Linked DNA regions of Mus musculus: regions 2 and 3 are each linked to region 1. The links are chromatin contacts, called in public HiChIP or PLAC-seq maps. All regions are on one chromosome and are shown on one strand. Each heading gives the region's core, a stretch centred on a gene start, on an enhancer-like site or on the middle of the called end of the contact. The rest is flanking DNA. Distances are from core to core; before and after follow the strand shown.

What was found. HiChIP or PLAC-seq counts read pairs in DNA pulled down with a chosen protein or histone mark.
Region 2: a contact with region 1 is called in an H3K4me3 HiChIP or PLAC-seq map of embryonic stem cells, with 6 times the contacts expected there. The contact joins the promoter of Ceacam9 here to the promoter of Bbc3 in region 1. A contact is called at or near these places in 1 of 39 promoter capture datasets (liver) and 4 of 115 datasets of contacts at active chromatin or transcription factors (bone marrow-derived macrophages, embryonic stem cells and pancreatic cancer cells).
Region 3: a contact with region 1 is called in a FOXA1 HiChIP or PLAC-seq map of pancreatic cancer cells. The contact joins the enhancer-like site here to the promoter of Bbc3 in region 1. A contact is called at or near these places in 3 of 39 promoter capture datasets (hippocampal neurons and liver) and 2 of 115 datasets of contacts at active chromatin or transcription factors (microglia and pancreatic cancer cells).

The regions. Positions count from the first base shown.
Region 1 is chr7:16,308,062-16,311,014 of GRCm38.p6, forward strand. It overlaps Bbc3 (BCL2 binding component 3), which reads left to right and starts at 1,522. Exons shown (of 4, transcript NM_133234.2): 1 at 1,522-1,800.
Region 2 is chr7:16,720,488-16,723,440 of GRCm38.p6, forward strand. Ceacam9 (carcinoembryonic antigen-related cell adhesion molecule 9) reads left to right here and starts at 1,442. Exons shown (of 3, transcript NM_011927.4): 1 at 1,442-1,543. The coding sequence starts at 1,483.
Region 3 is chr7:16,585,191-16,588,143 of GRCm38.p6, forward strand. All of the region lies in intron 1 of Arhgap35 (Rho GTPase activating protein 35), which reads right to left. Among named protein-coding and RNA genes, the nearest start is that of Gm29443, 27 kb to the right of the region's middle. Within about 2 kb of position 1,456, at least 16 of the 459 cell types and tissues checked have an H3K27ac peak or open chromatin away from gene starts, as enhancers often do. A contact at or near this core is called in pancreatic cancer cells, where this site is marked.

The sequences.
Region 1 (2,953 bases), core at 272-2,771:
GGCCAGCCTGGTCTACAAAGTGAGTTCCAGGACAGCCAGGGCTACACACAGAAACCCTGTCTCAAACAAACAAACAAACAAACAAACAAACAAACAAGCTGGACAGTGGTGGTGCATGCCTTTAATCCCAGCACTTGGGAGGCAAAGGCAGGTAGATTTCTGAGTTTGAGGCCAGCCTGGTCTACAAACTGAGTTCCAGGACATCCAGGGCTACACAGAGAAACCCTGTCTTGAAAAACCAAAAAAGAAAAAAAAAAAAAGGGGGGGGCCTGGAACTCACTATGTAACTCAGACAGACTCCAACCTTGCAACCACATTCCTGCTTTATCCTCTGGAAGTGCTGGGAAGACAGGTGTAAGTGACTATGTTTATTTCTTTAACAAGTGTCTTATCTCACATGGCTGTGTGACACCCTTTCACAGCGGGCCCAGTGCTGGGCACCCATAGGTAAGTAATATACTCAGTAAGTTTGGTGACAGTTTGGGTGAGACAGAGAGTCTGTCAAGTGCCGTGAGAGATGTCTACGGCTTGGGAGGAGGAAGGGTCACTGTTTCAAAAGGGAAGGGAAATAAATGACTTTTAGAAAAGGGAAAGGAAACAGAAACAACAGACAGGATGAAATAGGGTGCAGGGGGCTGCCCGGGCATGTCTGTGCCAGGAGCACAGGGCTGCCTCTTCCCCATTTGTCCAGTGCCAGATGGGTATTACGCCAGGCGGGCCAGGTGTTTAAGTTCACGAGTGTAACCCGCCATCAAGCCATTTAGCAGGAACCTGTCTCAGGAGTGACTTTGTGAGCACAGGTCTGGGCTCAGTTTCTTCTGTATGTGACTGGCATGTTTTGTAGGGTCAGCCAGTGCAGTCTAGTGGCTGTGCTTCAGCTATTGCGGGTGTCAGCCTGAGAGTGCTATTTGGATTGGAGTGTGTGTCCCTCTGAACCTGCCAGGAAGTTGTTCTGAGAAGGGGTCAGCCTTTAGTGTAGTGTGAATGCCCTAGGCATCTGGGGACACGGGTTTGTGCGTCGGAGACTGTTTGAATATTGTTTGTGCAACTACGTTTTGGGTTGTCACTGTCTGTGTGTGACCCAGTGAGCCAGTAAGTAAGATAATCTGGATGTCTGGGTCTGTGTGAGCTCGTGTGTCCAGGCCCTTGTCCTGATGTGTATCTGTGCCTCTGGTCTGACTTTGTGTCCCTGTGGCTCAGTCATCACTGACTCAGTGCACCCTGGCGTGCCAGTCCGTTAGTCTGAGCGTACTCCTCAGGTGTGGGTGTGGGTCCCAGTCAGTGTGTCAGTGTGTCAAGCGTGTGTCCGGACACCCTAGGTCTGGGCTGTCCCCACGCTGCTCCTCCTGCCTGGACCAGGCCTCGCCCCGCCCCTCTGGCTGCCGGGAAACCCCCCGCGCCGAGGTAGGGGGCGCGGCGCCCGACTGCAAGCCCCGACTTGTCCCCAGCCGCGGGCGGGGCCCTGGCGTCACGCGGGGGCGGGGCGTGGGAGCCAGCGAGAGGCGGGGCGGGGCGGCCGCCGAGCGAGCGGGGCCCGGGGATCTGCCGGGAGGCCTGAGACGCGGCATAGAGCCACATGCGAGCGGGGAGCCCAGGAGGCGGCGGCGACACCAGCAAGCAAGCAGCAGCAGCGGTGATCCGGACACGAAGACTCCAGAAGCAGCAGCAGTCACTGCAGTTAGAGCAGCAGGAGCAGCAGCAAGGTGCCTCAATAGCAACCCACTCGGCGGGCGAGCCCTCCAGAAGGCAACCGCCCGCCACCCCATCGCCTCCTTTCTCCGGAGTGTTCATGCCCCCGGGGTGAGTGAGCACCCCGATTCCCGAAGCTGCTTACGAGCGGCAAGGCCCGGAGGGCTCCCTGGAGGAGGTGACGGGGTGCACGGGCCGATAGGACGGTCGCCTTGCATTCCCGCAGCTTGTGCCCCAGCTTTCATCACTGGGACTAAGGCTGGGCCAGGCGGGCGGGAAGGAAGCACCTGGGACTCAGGGCGCCCTGTCTGGGCGCACAGGTGCCACAGCGGTCTGGCGGGTTTGTTTACAAACAATGGGGTTCGGGCTCGCCCGCGCCCCCTGGTGGCTAGTGAGACCTGGGAGGAGCGTGGCCCCGGGCTCGCTCGAGTCCCCCGAGTCCCACTGCGGGAGGGTTGGGGTGGGGGGTGGCACCGAGGATCGGCCACACCCAGAGCGCGCGCCCGCCGGGGGCGGCGACAGGGGGCGGCGGAGGCTGTGGCTCCCGCGGGCGGGGGCTGCGCCCCAGCAACAGCCGGTTATTGGCCCCGCGCGCGCTGGGCGGGCGGGGCGGGCGCACGTGGCGGCGTCGAGGGGGGGGGCTGTGACAGCGGAGGGGCGGCGGGGACCGCGCGTGCGGGGCTGTGGATCTGCAGGTGTCTCGCCTGGGTGTGTGTGCTCGTGTTTGGCTCCCGAGTTTGTATCCCTACACCGAGATGTTGGCGTTTGTCACCCGGAGGGGTGTCTGCGTGAGTCCTTGCCCGCGTGTCTGCGGGGTGGGGTGCACCTGTCCGTTTACGGGTGTGGGTGGCCACCCCCCAAACCAGAGTTGTATACGTGTGCTCTTAAGGGGTGAAAAGGGGATCTGTATCTGTCGCTTGCCTGGTAGTGTTGGTGGTGGTGGTGCGGACGACCGGGGCACTTGAGCTGTGTTTGTGTGTCGCTTGAGTGAGCTGTGTTGCTGTGCAGGGGTCTCGCCCAAGTGTGCGCTGCGTGTGTGTGTGTGTGTGTGTGTGTGTGTGTGTGTGTGTGTGTATGCGCGCGCGCGCGTGCTGTCTCTGGGTGTCTCCAAGACAAGCATCTGCTGTACCCAGCTTTTGGGATGGGATGCCACCCAGTGCCTGATCGCTCGCTGGGTGACTTCTGAGCAGCAAAAGGCACACAAGGCACGCTGAGCATGAAGGGCTTTGGGGGTGGGGGGGATCTAGCGGGTTCAGTGCCAGCC
Region 2 (2,953 bases), core at 192-2,691, 410 kb after region 1:
ACACAAAATAATAAATGTGACTGAATAATTAATTCAGTGTTAGAGCAATGGGAGACTTGGGAATCAGTTTCATGGTGGTCAAAAGAGAAACATTTTTCTCTACTTACTAACTGCTGTCCTTGCTTAGTCTAGTATCCGATGTCCATCGGGCTGAGTCAGATGACCCCTTCTGGGTACAGTGACTCTTTCCTGTTGCTTAATGAATTTTTCTCTTGTGTGACCTGAGTGCAAGGCCAGGACTCCCAAGCTCACCTCCAGTGTGTCTAATCTAGATGGGTGCACAAGGGAGGGGCTCAGGAACTGGGGTTCCTTTGTGGGAGCAGGTAACTAGACAGGGCCTTCCCGGTGCTTAAGAAGGCGAATAGTAGCCAAGAAAGCCAAATCCATCTGGAGAGATGGCTCAGTGGTTAAGAGAAACGACTGCTCTACCAGAGGTCCTGAGTTCAATTCCCAGCAACCACAGGGTGGCTCACAGCTATCTGTCATGGGATCTGATGCCCTCTTCTGGTGTGGCTGAAGACAGCAACAGTGTACTCATATGAATAAAAGAAATAAAACAAATTTTAAAAAGAAAAGAAAAAAAGAAAGTCAAATCCTGGAAGCGGGCTTCTTTGGGGCAGCCATCTTTCATTCCCTCCCTACCTTACACCTCCCCTGTCACCTGCACCAGGACAAATGAACGAACAGCTGACCAATTATCACCTAAGAAGAAGCAGGGGCTGCCAGCTTGAGCCTCCACCAAGATTCCCCAGTGTGACCCTGGAGACCTGCACAACTAGAAGTCACATGAACCAGAGCCCTAGGGACTGGGTAGAGCTTGAGATCTGGATGTCAATCAGAGAGATGCATGAGCTGTAAAAATTAAAAATAAATAAAACCTCAATGATTTTGCAGAGAATGCTGGGGAGCTGGGACAGTTGCCCTCTCCCGTGTCACAGGCAGTGGGAGGAATGGGTAAGCAGTTTTGGAGGAGGAGAGTTGTCTGAGGGGCCCAGGTGGTCAGGACTCACTTCCTGATCGAGTGGTTGTTCCCAGGTGCAAAAGGGGGAGAGAAATGCAGAACTTCAGAAATAGGGCAAATGGCAGCCATTCAGGCTATGGAGACCCAATAAAGTAAAAATGCTGGGACTAAAATTGAGTTTGGGAGGGAGGCAGAAGAAGATGAAATCCATTCATGACTTTTCTTAATATTGGAAGGTCTTCGACCATTATTTATAACATAAGAATTTCTGAATGCATTATTACAAAAAAAAAAAAAAAAAAAAAAACCTTAAAGAATGAATGGGTTTAGAGACAGTTGGGGTGGGGGAGGGAAAAGAAGAAGGGACAGACCTCCAGCAAGAAGAGTTGACGCAGATCACAGATCATAGCCTTGGGCAGATTCCCTGCACACAGCCCATGAGACTCTGGGAGATGCCCCTGGGGTAAGGACAGGAGAAATAAGAGGGAAGGATCCACAGGGCAGACACCAGGACAGCACACATGGGAGCAGAGACCATGGAGTCCCCTTCTCTGTTTCTCTGCAAAGGGCTCCTGCTCACAGGTGAGGCCAGCCCTGGAGTGGTGTGGGGAGGATGCTCTGACAGGAAGGGACTCTGGGAGGACCCTCTGCTTCAGGTTGAGAGGGGAGGACACGGAGGGACCCAGGCTGCTCAGGTGGATGCTCTCAGGGAGCAAGGAGTGCTCAGAGGGGAGGAAAAGCCAGATCCCTCTTTATTTAAAGTTACCAGTGCCAACAGGACACATGGCTGTGCCCTGACTCTTGGAGTCCTCACAGGAGTGGCCATCATAATGGGGGTTTGCTCCCCACCAGAGATTTCCCAGGGCACAGCACACAGAGGACCACAAATGCCCTGGGTCAGATCCAGGCTCCAGTGTTTGTACCCATCAAGGGCTCTGGAATGGGGGTCAGGGCCTTGATGCTGAGCTGTGAGGTGTGCTTGGGAGGGAGTGCAGGGGACAGGGCTGTGCTGGGGCTTTTGACACAGAAAAGACAGGCAATGGGGGTGGAGAGAGGGTGGAGAAGGGCCTGGGACTCTACAGAGGACATGGCAGTCTCCTCCCTCTGAGGAGGAAGAGCTGGCAGCAGGGCACAGAGGAAATGTTGGGACAAAAGAGGAGGTGGCCCTGGAGAGATTCTCTTGATGGGAAGAGAGAAGTGAGCTGCAATCCAGGACTCAGACAAGGCTCTCTGTGAGGCTGCAGGATTTATGCAGTGTGAGAGAGGATGGGTGTGTGTGGTTGGGAAGGGGAAAGCAGGAAAGCAGGATTGATTCTCACTGTGGGGAAGTGAGGAATCCGCGGGGAAGCTGCGGAGGAAGGGTGCCTTAGTGCCTTCAGTGGGTGAGCAGGGGGTGCCTTAACCTGTGAAGATGGAGGTTGCATGTTCCTAGGTGCCTGGCACTCTCAGGAGTCAGAACACCTAGGAAGGACAGTGTCTTAGGAACTGGGACAGGCTGTTCCTCTCTTCATACAGCTTCAGGGAACCCAGAATCTACTGGAAGGGCAGCTTGGGAGATAGGGAGTTAGCTACCTGCTGACAACTACACACACACACACACACACACACACACACACACACACACACATGCTCACGCGCACACATACACATGCACACTGTAAGCCCCTAGACACCCCCAGCCCTGCAATTCATTCATTCATTCATTCATTCATTCATTCTTCCACAGAAGTCTGAGCCTTTCTCAGGCACATGGCCTTCCCAAAGCCCTTTCCCTAGGCCCTGTCCTCATGGACTGGAAGACGGGGCATGAGAGCTTTTAGAAAACACAGCAAGGGGTTGATTGCAAACACAGAGAACAGAACAACGGCATTTGGTAGTGATGACCCAGCGTCTCTGGAGAAGGCCAAGGAAGGCATCCCCAAGCTCAGTGTATTCTTGCAGAGTGAGTGGGGAGCCACGAGCCACGCAGACAAGGGAGGAGAGAGAGCCATA
Region 3 (2,953 bases), core at 206-2,705, 280 kb after region 1:
ACTAACACCAGCAATAAGCTTAGAATATATGCCCTTAGGAAGCTTAGAGTTTAGCAAAGAGAAATAGACAATACAAAATAGACATAATTCAGATAAGTTGTACCAAACAGGGTAAGAGCTTCAGTGAGTGAGAGAGCAGTACAATGTTAGAAAAGATGGTCATAGGGCAAAATGAATCATCGATTAAGAGTCCTTGCTACTGGGCCAATGACCTGAGTTCTTCCCCAGGGTCCACACCATGGAGAGAACGAACGTTTACAAAATTTTCTCTGACCTCCACAGGTATGCTGTGACATACACACAAGTACAAAAAAAGTACACAAAATCTGAGGGGAAAAAATAATGAGAACAGGTCTCAGTGTAAGTGCTGAGAGTGAAGTTATCGAGGAGAGAGAGAGAGAGAGAGACAAACAGACAGACAGACAGGCAGGCAGAAAGAGACAGAGAAATGCTGTAGGAGGCTGCCAGGTGAACACTCCAGCGAAAACAGAGCAACTATAGAGGTCCTAATATCAAGAATTATTTTTCACTTAATTCCAGGAGAGTCATCTAGCTCCCATTTAACCTCAGCATGGCACACAGTACCTGGCTCAATAAATATCTGCTAAATGGAGTGAGTTTATACCTAAAAAATAAATAAATAAAACAAAACAAAATGGGCAAGAACATGGCTTGATAGAGTACATGCCTAGCATGTGTAAGGCTCTGGGTTTAACCCCAGCTCAAAAGACCAAAGCAAAACCAGTGTGTCCAGTACTTAGGAGATGGAGGCAGAAGGATCGAAAGTTAAACTGCAACCTGGGCTACACAAGACTGTCCCTCTTTTGTTTTGTTTTGTTTGAAACAGGGTCTTTGTGTGTAGCCTGACTGTCCTGGAGCTGGCTCTGTAGACCAGGCTGGCCTCAAACTCACACTGCCTGCCTCTGCCTCCTTGAGTGCTGGGATAAAGGTGTGTGCTACCTTTGTGGTTTGTTTGTTTTTGCTCTTGGAAATAGAATCTCTTCCATCAGTCCTAGCTGTCTTGGGACCTTGGGACATGCTGTATAGAGCAGGTTGCCTCTTGGGTGCTAGGATTAAAGGCCCAGCTGTTTTTTGTTTGTTTTACAATAAAAAAAATTCAGCTTGTATGGAAAATAGGAAATAAGATTTCATTATTTATTATTTATGTATGCTAATCACTTGCCTCATTCCATAAGCTTATCAGTTAAAAACTGCAGTTGGTAATTTCCTTCAGCTCCATTACCAAGCCCTAGTAAAGCTCATCCTACTGTGATGCCCGCTCCTGGTCTGCCCTCGCCACGGCATAGATGCCCACAACAACCAGCCTCCTGGCCAGTGCCAAGTGTTCCTCCCAACCACTCTCCAACTATTCTTTACAGACAACCACTATACCCACTGACTCCTTCAAAGTCACTGCACCTCTGTTCCACAGTTGCAATGTACTCAGCATGAAGGAATGCTTCCCTTGCCCATCCCCACCACACAATATGCATCACCCAAGCACCTACAGCAGTGATTCTCAACCTTCCTAAACGCAGAGACCCTTTAATACAGCTCTTCATGTTGTGGTAACCCCAACCATAAAATTATTTTCGTTGCTACTTTATAATTGTTATTTGCACTGCTATGAATCATAATGTAAATATTTTTGAGGTTTGCCAAAGGGGTCACAACCCACAGGTTGAGAACACTAACCCACAGCATTCAGTATGCCACACCTGCTACTATAATAGAAAATGGTAGAAGCCTACAAATTACATTTCCTATATTCATCTCCCACTTGGCTCCAATTAGGTTCTGCCAATGGATGATGGAAACCGATGGTAAAAGATGGCTATGTAGCTGGTCTGTCTCCAGCAGCAAGGACAGTGAAACAATGCGGAGGAATGTAGGCAAGTGCTCAACACAGGCCCCAGCAGCAGCAAAGCTGACTGTGACCATGACAGCAGACGCCTTCAGTTGTGCACAGTTTATTGGCTTTTAGTAACTAACATCCCTTTCCTCCTTTCTAATACTCTATAGTAAAGCTTTAGTGTTTAATACTCTTCTGTCCACATTACCTATAGCTGTTTCTACTTTCCTGTTTAGAAACAAAGAAATAACAACAGCTACTGGGTGTGACAGTATATGCCTCTCTGAATTCAAGGACATCCCTGGTCTACAAAGCCAGTACCAGGATAGCCAGGGCTACATAGAGAAAAAACAAACAACAACAATGAAATAAAACCAGCACTACTAAGTAGTAAAACTGAATATAAAAGTGTAAAATGTAGTTTTCAACGATCATTATTTTGGGTATCCCAAAAATGAACTTCAGAAACTTTCTCTCTAGGAATATTCCAATGAAGGCCTGAACTTAAGTTGCTGGGTTAGCGATGGTGAGAAGGCTCAGCATGTGAAGATGATCCTCAAAAAAGGCTGATGACCCGAGTTCTACCGCTAGGACCAGAAAATTAACTCCAGGAGTTGTTCTCTGATCTCCACATATGTGTTGTGACACTACCCCAAGCCCCACAAACAAAGAAATTAATATAAAAGCCTAGGTTTAGCTGCTCTTTTTGTTATTTTGAGACAAACCCTGTAAACTCTCAGTCCACCTCCCTCGGCTTCCCAAATATAGTTGGTGTACAAGAACGGACGGCAGCTCCAGTTCTTGCTGCAGTTTATAGAGGCAGATGATACAGCATATCTCCAGGGCTAAATCAAGCATCTGTAGATAAGGAAGAGGTTGTGTTTCCTCACATGTCTCACTCAGCACAGGCAAGTTGTTTGGGCTTTTTACTTTTTCTTTTTAATTTCCCAGCTAGCCCAGACTGTATGAATTCCAAGTTTGAAAAAACTCCCAACAACTTACCTATGTTGAGTCCTATGAGGGAACACAGGATGGTGGGGGTGTCGAGCAAGAGGGTTGATACACACAGTGTAGGGACTTTCACCCCTTCCTAACTATGTC